Regions from separate parts of the Mus musculus genome. Here region 1 is linked to region 2. A link is a contact called in public Hi-C data. All regions are on one chromosome and are shown on one strand. Each heading gives the region's core, a stretch centred on a gene start, on an enhancer-like site or on the middle of the called end of the contact. The rest is flanking DNA. Distances are from core to core; before and after follow the strand shown.

Region 1 (5,264 bases), core at 376-2,875, 380 kb before region 2:
AATATTTACTTATCCCCACTATGTGCCAAGCAGGGTGTGAGTCTGTAAGGGAAAAGGGAAACACGGCAGCCTGCTAAAGAGAGCAGGGAGCCTCAATCACAAATTTTCTAGCAAGAGTCTCCATGTTGAAAGGGAATATGGGATTGATTGACAGTTGCCTAAACTTCTTGCTAATATTTATGCTATTCATGCTATAAAGCCCCATCTTGCTGTTTTTCAGCAGAAAGACTATGCTCATGAAAATTGCATGAGGTGCTGACTTAGAAAATTCTGGGGTGGGGGTTGGGCTACTGCAACCTTTGCTTGGGGGTAAGAGCCAGGTGATGGGAGACAGTCAGGGGTTGACATCCATTCAACAACTCACATCAGGGATAGGCCCATTGGTGGGACTTCTCCTATTATCCTTCCGATTCCTCCCTCCCATTGCTTTCTACTGGCTCTGGAAAGCTCAGAATGGGAGACTAGTAAAGGAGAGACCCATGTGACGTGAGGAGTTGTGGGGGAATGGAGAAAGAAAAGAGAGAGTGATGCCAAATTAGGTTCCATTCTGTTTCCAGGCTGTGTCCTATAAAAATAGTTACCTCTTCTGCTGCTTGCTGGTCCCGTAAGGCAATCACATTCCTAATGAGTGTGTTAAAAAAGCCATTCAGTTCATCTCGGTTCTTATTGGGCAGAATCCGGGCCAATGGGACCATTATGGATGGAAATGATACTTGAAAGAGAAAAACAAAAGTAGCGTTGAAGGGGGAGTGATAATGAAGCAGGGCTATTAGACTCCTGTGGCTGGGAAGCAAGCACCAGCCTTGAATCAGAGCCACTTGGGAGGCCTGTCTTCCCTGTGGACTTGGCGCTTCTCAGAGTGGGGCTTGATCTGACTCTAGCTTTCTGTTCCATTCCCTGTACATCATAAGCAATCATTAAATGCCTGTGCAATAAAGTAAGTCCTCGTGTGTACCTGGCCTTACAAACCCACTTTTACACTTAGAAATTCTTATCTCCAACCTTAGAGGGGGAAGTGTCTTTGCAGTTCATCAGGACAGAATGGGTAACTGGCTGTGTGCCAAGCCGTCACAGGGGCATAGCAGACCATCTACTTTATTGACTTTCTGGTCATTTGTATTTGTCTTTATCTGGATAAATGTCCCCACAACAGCCATCTGAATTGTCCCTAAAACATGTTGTTGCAGCTGCTGACAAGGACACTGGCTTCATCTATTGTGGATATTCCCCTGCCATGCAATATGCAGCCTGGGTTCTTAGGAGAAGGCTCCCAGGATCAGGACACTTAATATTTCCCTAGGAGATGTTCTGAGCCCAGGGATGAGGCCTTGCCACAGGGGCATGTGACTCTACTGACTCTCAGCCTGCCAAGCTGCACATAACCTTTTGTGTTGAGTCAGGCTGGAGACAGGAGATCCCAGAGCTCATACACCTCTGTTTAAAAGTGTAGAGAGCAGGGGCCTTGTTAGTGGAAGGCCTGTCTATAATTGAAAGTCCATAGGTGGGGCAGCCTTAGCCCCAGCAGACCTCCTGGACACAAAGAGGCTGCGTGACTCCACACAAATGCCTACAGGTTTCAGTGTGCTGATGTTAGAGGTTACAGGGCTTCCTGCTGAAACTGGCTCAGAGATAAGAAGAAAAGCAAGCAAATGGTCCATGATTCTAATACTCAGGAGAGTGAGGCAAGAGGGGGTGTTAATTGGAGATAAGAGAAGGTTGTATAACAAGACCCTGTCTTGAAAAAGGAAGGGGAGAGGAGGAAGAGAAACAAAAGAGGAAAGATGAGGAGGAAGATGAAGAGAGCTAGGAGGAAGAAAGGGGGGAGGAGGGAGAGGAGGAGGAGGAGGAGGAGGAGGAGGAGGAGAAGGAGGAAGAATGAAGCTGGCCAAGAAGTGACTAGACTATGCCAATATATCAGAGAGGCAGGGAAGAGCTCAACAATACAGTAACAGCAACACACTGTTTCCACAAAAGCAAGTAGATTCCAGAACTAGCTGGAAGGCAAAGACTCCCTTGTAAAATTAATCCAATGGTCTAGTCTTGTTAACATGAAGCCTCCTTCCAGTGACCCATCTGTTGATTTCATGTTTAGGAGTTGTTGGCTTCTGGTAGAGAAGTCCTCAGAAGAGGGTTTTGAGTGATGGGACAAAAACCAACTAACGAACCAACCAACCAACCAACCAACCAACCAACCAACCAACCAACCAACCCTAGGAAATGAGAGACTTTGGGTTCAAGTCTTGACTGCCTTTTTATGTATCAGTTTTCCTTTCTCATTAGGATTATCAAACAGGATCCAGGGTTACCTGTGTTGGTGATAAATCACCCCAGATTGTGACAAGAGAATTCTAGTGGCTCTAGGGAGATAAAGTTCCTGAGGGATGTCTCAGAGAGAACATCCTGGGACCATTCCTGGTGGAAGGGACTCAACCCTGCAAGCTGTCCTATGGGTGGTGATCTGGCCTCACTACCTTGGGTAGGGGCTGCACTTACAGATTAATACCAGGAGAGGCCTGGGGATACAGAAGGTGGAAGCACGCCGGCAGTGTTGCACAAAGGGATCTTCTGGAGAATTCTGGGAGTCCACCTGGGTGCCAAAGGCCACACTGGCCACCACATCTATGGTGTAACAGCAGTAACACCTGTGGACATAGAAATGCGGACAATTGAAAGATGCTGGATTGCCCTTCCCACAGCATACCCCTCCTGAGGTAGTGGAAGGGACACTTCCTGGATGAGCAGCAATAGCAGAATATGATTGGAGGCTTTATCAAGGAGCTTATGGAAGAGAAGGTGAGGGCAGGACATCACTAACTCAGGCCTTAGAACAGAGTTGAACACTAAGGCACATATCTTCCAGTGGGAGGACGCCTTCCTGTGAAGGGAAATAGGAGCCCTAAAGCCTAGGGGCTTTAGCCCCTATGCACACATAGCCCATCTCAGGCCAGAATCTAATGATTAATTAATAGCTCTCAAATTGGCATTGATGAATCAATCTCATTAGCTTGTTTTATTAGCTACCCTCCATTTTTCCTTCTAATGATTTGGCTGCCCTGAGTACACTCTGCCTTTCCTGTGCTGGGACTAAAGATATGTGTCACGATACCTGATGCTTTTGCCATTTTAAAAGGTGCAACAAGGGCTGGGAGATGGTTAAATGGTTAAGAGCACCAACTGCTCTTCCAGAGGTCCCGTGTTCAATTCCCAGCAACCACATGGTGGCTCCCAACTATCTGTAATAGGATCTGATGTCCTCTTCTGATGTGTCTGAAGACAGCTACAGTGTACTCATATACATTAAATAAATAATAAATAAAAAATAAAAGTGTAACAAAAAAAAAAAACAACCAAAAACAAGGTCTTTTCTTACTCAAATGGATAGTAGACAAACTTTGGGGAAGGCTTACAAGATATATTTAATTTACTACTGGAAGTATATATTGCCTTTTTCAAACAAACACGAGGAAAAGTGTCTTCCAATGGCATCAGAAAATTTAACCAACCCCAGGATAGGAAGCCTGTCCCTCCCAATGCCGTTTTAAACTAGCACTATTCTTTCACAAAATGTGTTATGTGTTTATTGTTCTTGTATACATTTGCACAGTGTGTGTGTGTGTGTGTGTGTGTTAGTGTGTGCATGGCATGCTGGGGACATGGTATACATGTGTGTGTCACAGTGCACATCACATAGGACATAGGACAACTTGGTGGTATCAGTTCTTTCCTTCCACCTTTGTGTGGGTCTTGAGGGTCACACTTGGGTCAGCAAGCTTTCTCAGCTTACCGTTGGCCTCCGAGTCACCTCCCCGGTCCTTACAATCCTTCTTTTTGTTTTCTTACAGGCATTGACGTCTTAAGGATTTTTTCTAAGGAGTCTAATACCTGGGCTATTGATACTCTTTCACAACTGTAACATCTGTGCTTGTCATTGATACAGTTAGTTCTTCTGCATGGGCCCCACAGCCACCAGCTTATCACTAGAGAATAAATCACTTGATGACTCTGAAATGTTGACGACTTATATTGAAAACATTGCTATGATTGGTCACCGATTCCCCATTGATGCAAAAAGTGTGCATGGCTCCTGAGTGCGATCCCAGCAGACCCTAGTGCTTGAGGGTTCCAGGACCGAAGAGTTATTTGCTTTGCTTTAATAGCAGAGGGGGCCACCTTATCTTACACTCTGGGAGAGTGTGGGCGAGAAGGTTTGTTGACAGCTGGGAACAACATAAACGCTGCCATTGACTAGCCTCTAGTTCTGTTGGCAGTGATGATTCTGAGTCAGCTGTGGCTGATCTGCAGTCATTCTGTTCCCAGTCTGCTGCCAGCCATGATTTAGCTTAGAGCATCTAAAGGTTGCTAGGAGAAAAGTCAGTCAGTTGCTTAAATTGCCAGCTATATACACCTAACACCACTCTCCTGCCCACCACTGAGCTGTGGCTGCTAGGCACAAACGATCACTACTTATTTATTTATTAATATATTAAGCTGAACTGAGATTTGAATCTAGGGTCTCGTATATGCTGAAGCACTTTATCCTTTCGAACTATATTCCCCAGCCAATCACCATTTTCACTTTTAGAGATTTAGTCGTTTATTTATGTGTATAAGTGCTTGCCTGAGTATATTTATATATATATATATATACCACCACATGCCTGCAGTGCCCACAGCGGCCAGAAGAGGGCGCCGGATACCCTGAAACCAAAGTTACAGACAGATGTGAGCCACCTGACATGGATGATGGGACTTGAACCCGGGTCTTCTAGAAGAGCAAAAAAGTACTTTTAGCTGCTGAGCCATCTCTCCAGCCCCTTAACTTTTTATTCTGAGAAACAATTTCACTAAAGCACCCAGAATGGCCTTAAACTCACTGTAGCCCAGGCAGGCCTTGAACTTGTGTTCTTCTGGCCTTAGTTTCTGTAGTGGGTCAGATAATATACCTTATTTACATTATCTTTTTTAATTTTTAACTTTTTTGAGACAGAGTCTCAGGTGTTCCAGGCAGGCCTTGTATTCCCCACGTGAACAATATCCAGAGTATGGATCTATAGATGTGTACTACCATGCCTGGCTTCATGTGGTACTGATGCTGGTGATCGATCAATCCCAAGGCTTTGCTCAAGCCAAGCACACATTTTACTAACCAAGCTCAGCCTCAGCCTCATGGCTCACTTGTTTGTTTGTTTGTTTGGGTTTTTGTTTTGTTTTGTTTTTTGTTTTTAGGCAGGGCCTCATTGTGCAGCTCTGGTCTAGAACTTCCT
Region 2 (5,479 bases), core at 2,365-4,864:
GACCCCACTTCCCAGGAGACTGAGAACCCATAAGTTGCTTAGTCAGCTTTCTGGTACTATGACAAAATAGGAGATATTAAGCCACCCAAGATAAAAGAGGGGGAGAAGTCTGAGAAAAAGAACAAAAAACAAAGACACAGCCAGGCTTGGCAGGCTCTGGTGAGCACCCACAAAGCCACTCACTGAGAGGCACGGCGGTGCTGTCGCTCTTCCCTTAATAAACCTCTCTACTTATCTCCCACTAGGGAACCACCTGGGAGAGTGGCCGCCAAAGGTGGGGAGGAGGTGGATAGACCAAGAGCTGTAAGCCAAACGCTAGATAGACAGAGGTGCCCAGCGCAGCCCCACCATGGAAAACCATCTTTTTGCGTTTGCTTGCTCACCCACTGAAAACAAACCTTGAGTACTTGCTTGTCTGACCTACCTGTGCCCTGGCGTGAATTTTTCTCTCTTTGGAGCATAAGAATTGTAGAGACTGGGATCAGAAGGATTTGGGGGGTAGGGTAGAAATTTCCCCACCCACAGCAGAGGACAATGCTGGAGTTTTTTTGTCCAAGACTGGCTGGATCCTTGGCTTTAAGCATGAGGCAAGGCAGAATATCATGGTGAGAGAGGGCTGTGCCTGAAGTTTACTGCTCACCTTATGACAACTGGGGTGGGAGAGGCAGGGGCAGAGTACCCTTCAAAAGGCAATCCAGTGACCTGTTTCTTCCATCTGGGCCCATCTGCTAAGAGCCCATTCAGCTATGGACTCATCAATGGATTAACCCACTGATAAGGCTAACACTCTAGGGCTCCAATCCCCATTCAACAGCACCTGAAAACCAGGCCTTTAACACATGCACCTTCATAGAGGCACTTCATATCCCTACCATAACCAGGGTGTGGCTTCCAACAAGGGTGGTGTGTGTTCCAACATGCAGATGACTCAGGGAGGTGTCTCCCTTTGTGTGAGGCTCTTCTCCCGGTCTGCAGCAGGCTTCCATGCATGCACCAGGAAGGTCTGCAACAGGGTTGTCTTATCAAGCCTGTGGCTGCCTCATTGGCATGACAGATGGGAGCCACCTTTTGGGCCTCTATCAGGGACTCTTCGTCTCTACAGGCCCTGCCCAATTACAGGTGGGTCCTTTACTAAATAATAACTGCCTCATGTCTCCCAACTGAAGACAGACAGCCCTGAGAGGTGCAAGAGGTACAGGAGGCATGTGCCTAAGGAAACTTGAAAGTAAGACCTGGTCTGATGAGGCCGACCAGGACCGTTCCTCCACACCAGCCTAGGACCAGCAGAAACCAGATCAGCCAGCGTGGGGATGGTGAATAAACCTGCGAATAAACATGACCAGGTGCTGGCCTCTGCCTGGTGCCTGGTGAGAGCCATTTGCTGCATATGGTGGAGAGTATCCCATAGTAAATAAAAGAAAACCATGCCAGAGATAGCTTGGTTTTTATAACAAAGCCACTCCCAGGAGGAAGCTATTAACTCATGAGCAGATTTAAAGATTTATTTATTTATTTTATGTATATAAGTACACTGTAGTTGCCTTCAGACACCAGAAGAGGGCATCGGATCCCATCACAGATGGTGGTGAGCCACCATGTGGTTGCTGGGAATTGAACTCAGGACCTCTGGAAGAGCCATCAGTGCTTTTAACCACTGAGCCATCTCTCCAGCCCCTTCATGAGCAGAGTTAAAGATTTTGTTTAGATTATTTTTTTACACGTACACTTGCTTTGTTTGTACATATTTAAGTGTTCCATACACATACCTGCTACTGGAGTTACAGATGCCCGTGAGCCGCCACGCAAGTGCCGGGGACCGAGCCTGGATTCACCGCAAGAGCAGCAAGTGCTCTTAACCTCCGAGCCATCTCTCTAGCCCTGGTGAGTGGATTTAGCCATTCTCAGGACTCGTGGCCTGGTCACCGCCCCAAAGCCCCCTCTCCAAACACCATGAATTTGGAACCTGGGGATTATGTTCCCCACACATGAATCTGGGATTCAAAGCATTGGAAGAACCTTCCAGAGTGATTGCGAAGCGTTAGTAGGCACAGTGACTAGCTGGAGTGTGCCACCTTTGATGGAAACCAGGTTTGAAAGTCACTGGGGCAAAATTAACATGGTCTCTAGTGTGATGACGCTGTTAGCTCAGCGAGAGGATGGTGCTGGTGCTCTGAGAGGAGGGGGGGGGGTGCTGAAGCTTTGAAGGAGGAGTCTTCAGGAGGTTTGCTCTCCCCATCAAGGGCTCAGTGACATAAAGTGTGTTTGCATGGGAACAGAAAAAGAAAGCAGGTATTACAAAATTCCAGCTGCAGGATCTAGGTGAGAGGTATATTTTGGCTATCAATATTATTTATTGACAAAATATATAACTAAAGCAATGGAAAGGAGGGAGGGGGAGGGAGGGAAGGAGAGAAGGGAGGGAAGAAGGAAGGAAAGAGTGATTCTGGCTCAGTAGGAGGGCAAGTGCATCTTGGTGGAGAATGATTGACAGCGGGAGCCAGAGGCAGCTGGTCACACTGTATCCTTAGTGAGGAAGCAGCGAGCAATGACCACTGGTTCTCAGCTCCCTCGCTCCTTTTACTCAGTCCAGGACCCCAGCACATGAAGTGGTGCCATCCACACTTAGGGTAGGTCTTCCCCCCAGTTAAACCTCTGGAAAATCCAGGGGTGTGTTTCTATGATGATTCTAATTCCAGTCAAACTGACAGTGAAGACAGATTCCAACATTTTGTAGTCTTTCCACTGTCCTTAATGTTTAAATTTCATCAACTAAAAACTAGGAAGAAAGAAAAACTGAGACGCGGTAAAGCAGGCACCCTGCCTGCTGCCTGTTTGGCATTATTTATTAGCAAGTATTCACTAAGCCACTGGGTGACATCATCCCAGAAGCAGGTTAGGCATGTCAGACCTTGGGCATGTCAGACCTTGATCTCAGAGCAAGTATGTCTAGAGAGCTAGAGTCCAGCACTAAATGATAAAACAGACACGTGAGTGTGCTAGCTTCTCACGGTGCTCAGGGTTGTCCAGGATGAGACTGAGCACCATGGGGGAGGGGTGCCACTGGAGCACGGGTGTCTTGAAACCTCTGAGCAGGTGGAGGAACATAGACTAAGGAGGAGCCATGCCAGAAAGCCAGCTCTGAGGTGACCACCCACATGTCCTCGTGTGTCTCCACGGATGAGGACAGTTTAGGATGTCCCAGGGAGGTGACATAGCTGGAAATTCAAATGATCGTGTTTGTTCCTCTCCGGGGAACAGAGCTGTCGTAAAATCACTCTTAGCTCTTCTGTCTGATCAAACAAGCAGATACCATCAGCATCAGGCTTCCTTGGCCAGTGAACTCCATGGTGTGGTCAGGGTTCCTGCTGGGCCACTTCCTGGAACCAGCCAGTGATCTGAAACCGGCACTAGGGGAATCTCAGTGGCCCTTTAGCCGGGTTAAGAGACTGGCCCAGACAATTCTCTGGAACACCATTAACAAATGAAAAGTCATTCAACCTCATACTCATGCATAATTAAAGAAATGTGCATTGAAATTCAATATTTTCACCCATGTGTTGTTTAAAAGCTAAGGAGATTGATAACATGGGGCTGTGGTGAGTCTGAAGGGAATGGTCCTTACAGACTGTTTGCCCAGCCTCTGATGGGTGACTTGGCACTACTCATCACATTTGAAGTTGTGGCCACCCTTCAGCGCAGCAATTTCACTCAACGGAATCTGTTCTGAGATACTCAAGAGATGTGCTCTTTAAACAACACAGTACAAGATTGTAGATGGAGTTATCCCCACAGCATGGGCAGCACTGAGGTATTTAACCACAGTAACAGTTCAAATGCTCACCAGCAGAGGCAGACATTAAAAATAAAGATAGCGTTGATACACGGGCAGTAATGGTTAGTGAGTGCCATTACAAACACCCTGGAGGCTACAGTGCCAAACATCACTCTCAATGAGAACCAGAGATGGAAACAGGCAGCTGTTGCAGGCGCCTGAAAGCGGCAGCTCCCATGTGCTTGGTTCTCTGGCCTTACAAAGAGGGGGGTGGGGAGGGAGGAAGAGAGAGAGAGAGAGGGAGAGAGACAGAGAGAGAGAGAACGCGCTCTGGTCTCTTACCTCCTTCTGAGTGTCCCTGCTTGAGACTATATACAATGGAATGACCTAAGACTCCAGGCCAGACACTAACCCCCAACCACCTTGGAGCTTAATCTCTTAAGATTTTCACCATGGAAATGGTTTCTATCTAGTTCCCCAATTTCAGCCTGTCTCCTAGCTGATTTTAGAGTTACCGCTTCAGAACGGGAAATGGCACAGTAGCCCTAATGAGGTTCTGTTGAAACTCTTGGAGGGGAAGCTATTTCTTCCTGTCAAAGAATGCCTTGGGTGGATAACTAACATTCTAAACTACCCGAAACATAAGAGTTACCCCACTGGGCTGCTTGCTGAGCCACCACACGGAACTCCAAGTGAGGGCAAGTGAGAGAAGACGGGAGGAAGGAAGGATGGCAGTGGATGTCTGACCTTCTTTTCAGCATCTGACCCATCTCCTCCAAGGATCTGGATAACTCACTAGCTTCCATCATAGCAGTTAGAAACGGCTTCTGGCACCAAGGCTCTTGTAGCAGTGCAATGAGAGCAAAGCCTGACTCTTATTTTAAAGGAACCTTCCAGACTTGGAAGGACTTGGGCTTCCTGCCACTGGCATTTGAGTAAATGAGATGCTAACCGTGACGGTTAGTTTAAAATGTTAACCTGGCACAACCTATAATGACCTGGGAAGAGTCTTAATTGAAGAGTAATCTAGATCAGGCTGCCAGTGGGCATATCTGTGCAAGACTGTCTTGATTGGCCATTGATGTGGGAAAAGCCCAGCCCAGGTGGCCTCATTCCTAAGCCAGAAGTTTTGAACTGTGTAAGAGAAGTCAAGCTAAGCACAGACAAACAAGGAACACGAATTCACGTCTTTCTCTCTGCTCCAGACTGTGGACATGTGACTGCCCTGACTTTCCCTCAGGAATGAAATAGAACTGAAACTAGAACACCAAAGCTTAGCAAAGGAACAGGACACACAGTAAAAAGAAAGATACACGGTGTCTCGTGAAGCCCAGAAGATTGAACGAATGAGCCTGGCGCCCAGCCACGATCAGGAACCTCGAGACTGGGGCAGTATTTGCAGATCTTCCGGCAGCTGCTTCCCCGATGGTTCTGATACTTCCAGCTCTGCCTTTCCCACATTTGGAGTGCCAGATTCCTAAAAGGAACACCTCACTTGCCACTGAGGCCGTCACAAACATGCTGAGTTGACCACCCAGGATGGCAGAGCCCTCCCAGGAAGCCAGCTTACTAGGTGGGAAGAGCTGCTAGGGTAAAGTCCCACAGGCTGAGTGCGGTCAATTACCCCCTCAATTCTGGAGACCAGAAATTCAAGATCAAGGTGTCTGGAGGGCCAGTTCCTTAGGAGAGCATCTATTCTTTCCCTTT

What was found. A called contact is a pair of places that touch in the nucleus more often than the background predicts.
Region 1: a Hi-C map of the HPC-7 cell line shows a contact between it and region 2, with 1.9 times the contacts expected there. The contact joins two enhancer-like sites. A contact is called at or near these places in 19 of 39 promoter capture datasets (the 3T3-L1 cell line, 3T3-L1-derived adipocytes, the C10 cell line and 13 more), 3 of 15 datasets of contacts at CTCF or cohesin (the G1E-ER4 cell line, embryonic stem cells and large pre-B cells), 17 of 484 Hi-C or Micro-C datasets (the Ba/F3 cell line, the HPC-7 cell line, bone marrow-derived macrophages and 3 more), 4 of 115 datasets of contacts at active chromatin or transcription factors (acute myeloid leukemia, embryonic stem cells and pancreatic cancer cells) and 1 of 9 other capture datasets (embryonic stem cells).

The regions. Positions count from the first base shown.
Region 1 is chr6:39,018,417-39,023,680 of GRCm38.p6, reverse strand. Tbxas1 (thromboxane A synthase 1, platelet) reads right to left here. Exons shown (of 13, transcript NM_011539.3): 7 at 2,494-2,642; 8 at 582-712. Among named protein-coding and RNA genes, the nearest start is that of Gm23010, 7.4 kb to the right of the region's middle. Within about 2 kb of position 1,625, at least 7 of the 459 cell types and tissues checked have an H3K27ac peak or open chromatin away from gene starts, as enhancers often do. A contact at or near this core is called in the HPC-7 cell line, where this site is marked.
Region 2 is chr6:38,640,261-38,645,739 of GRCm38.p6, reverse strand. No RefSeq gene overlaps it. Among named protein-coding and RNA genes, the nearest start is that of Klrg2, 5.8 kb to the right of the region's middle. Within about 2 kb of position 3,614, at least 24 of the 459 cell types and tissues checked have an H3K27ac peak or open chromatin away from gene starts, as enhancers often do. A contact at or near this core is called in the HPC-7 cell line, where this site is marked.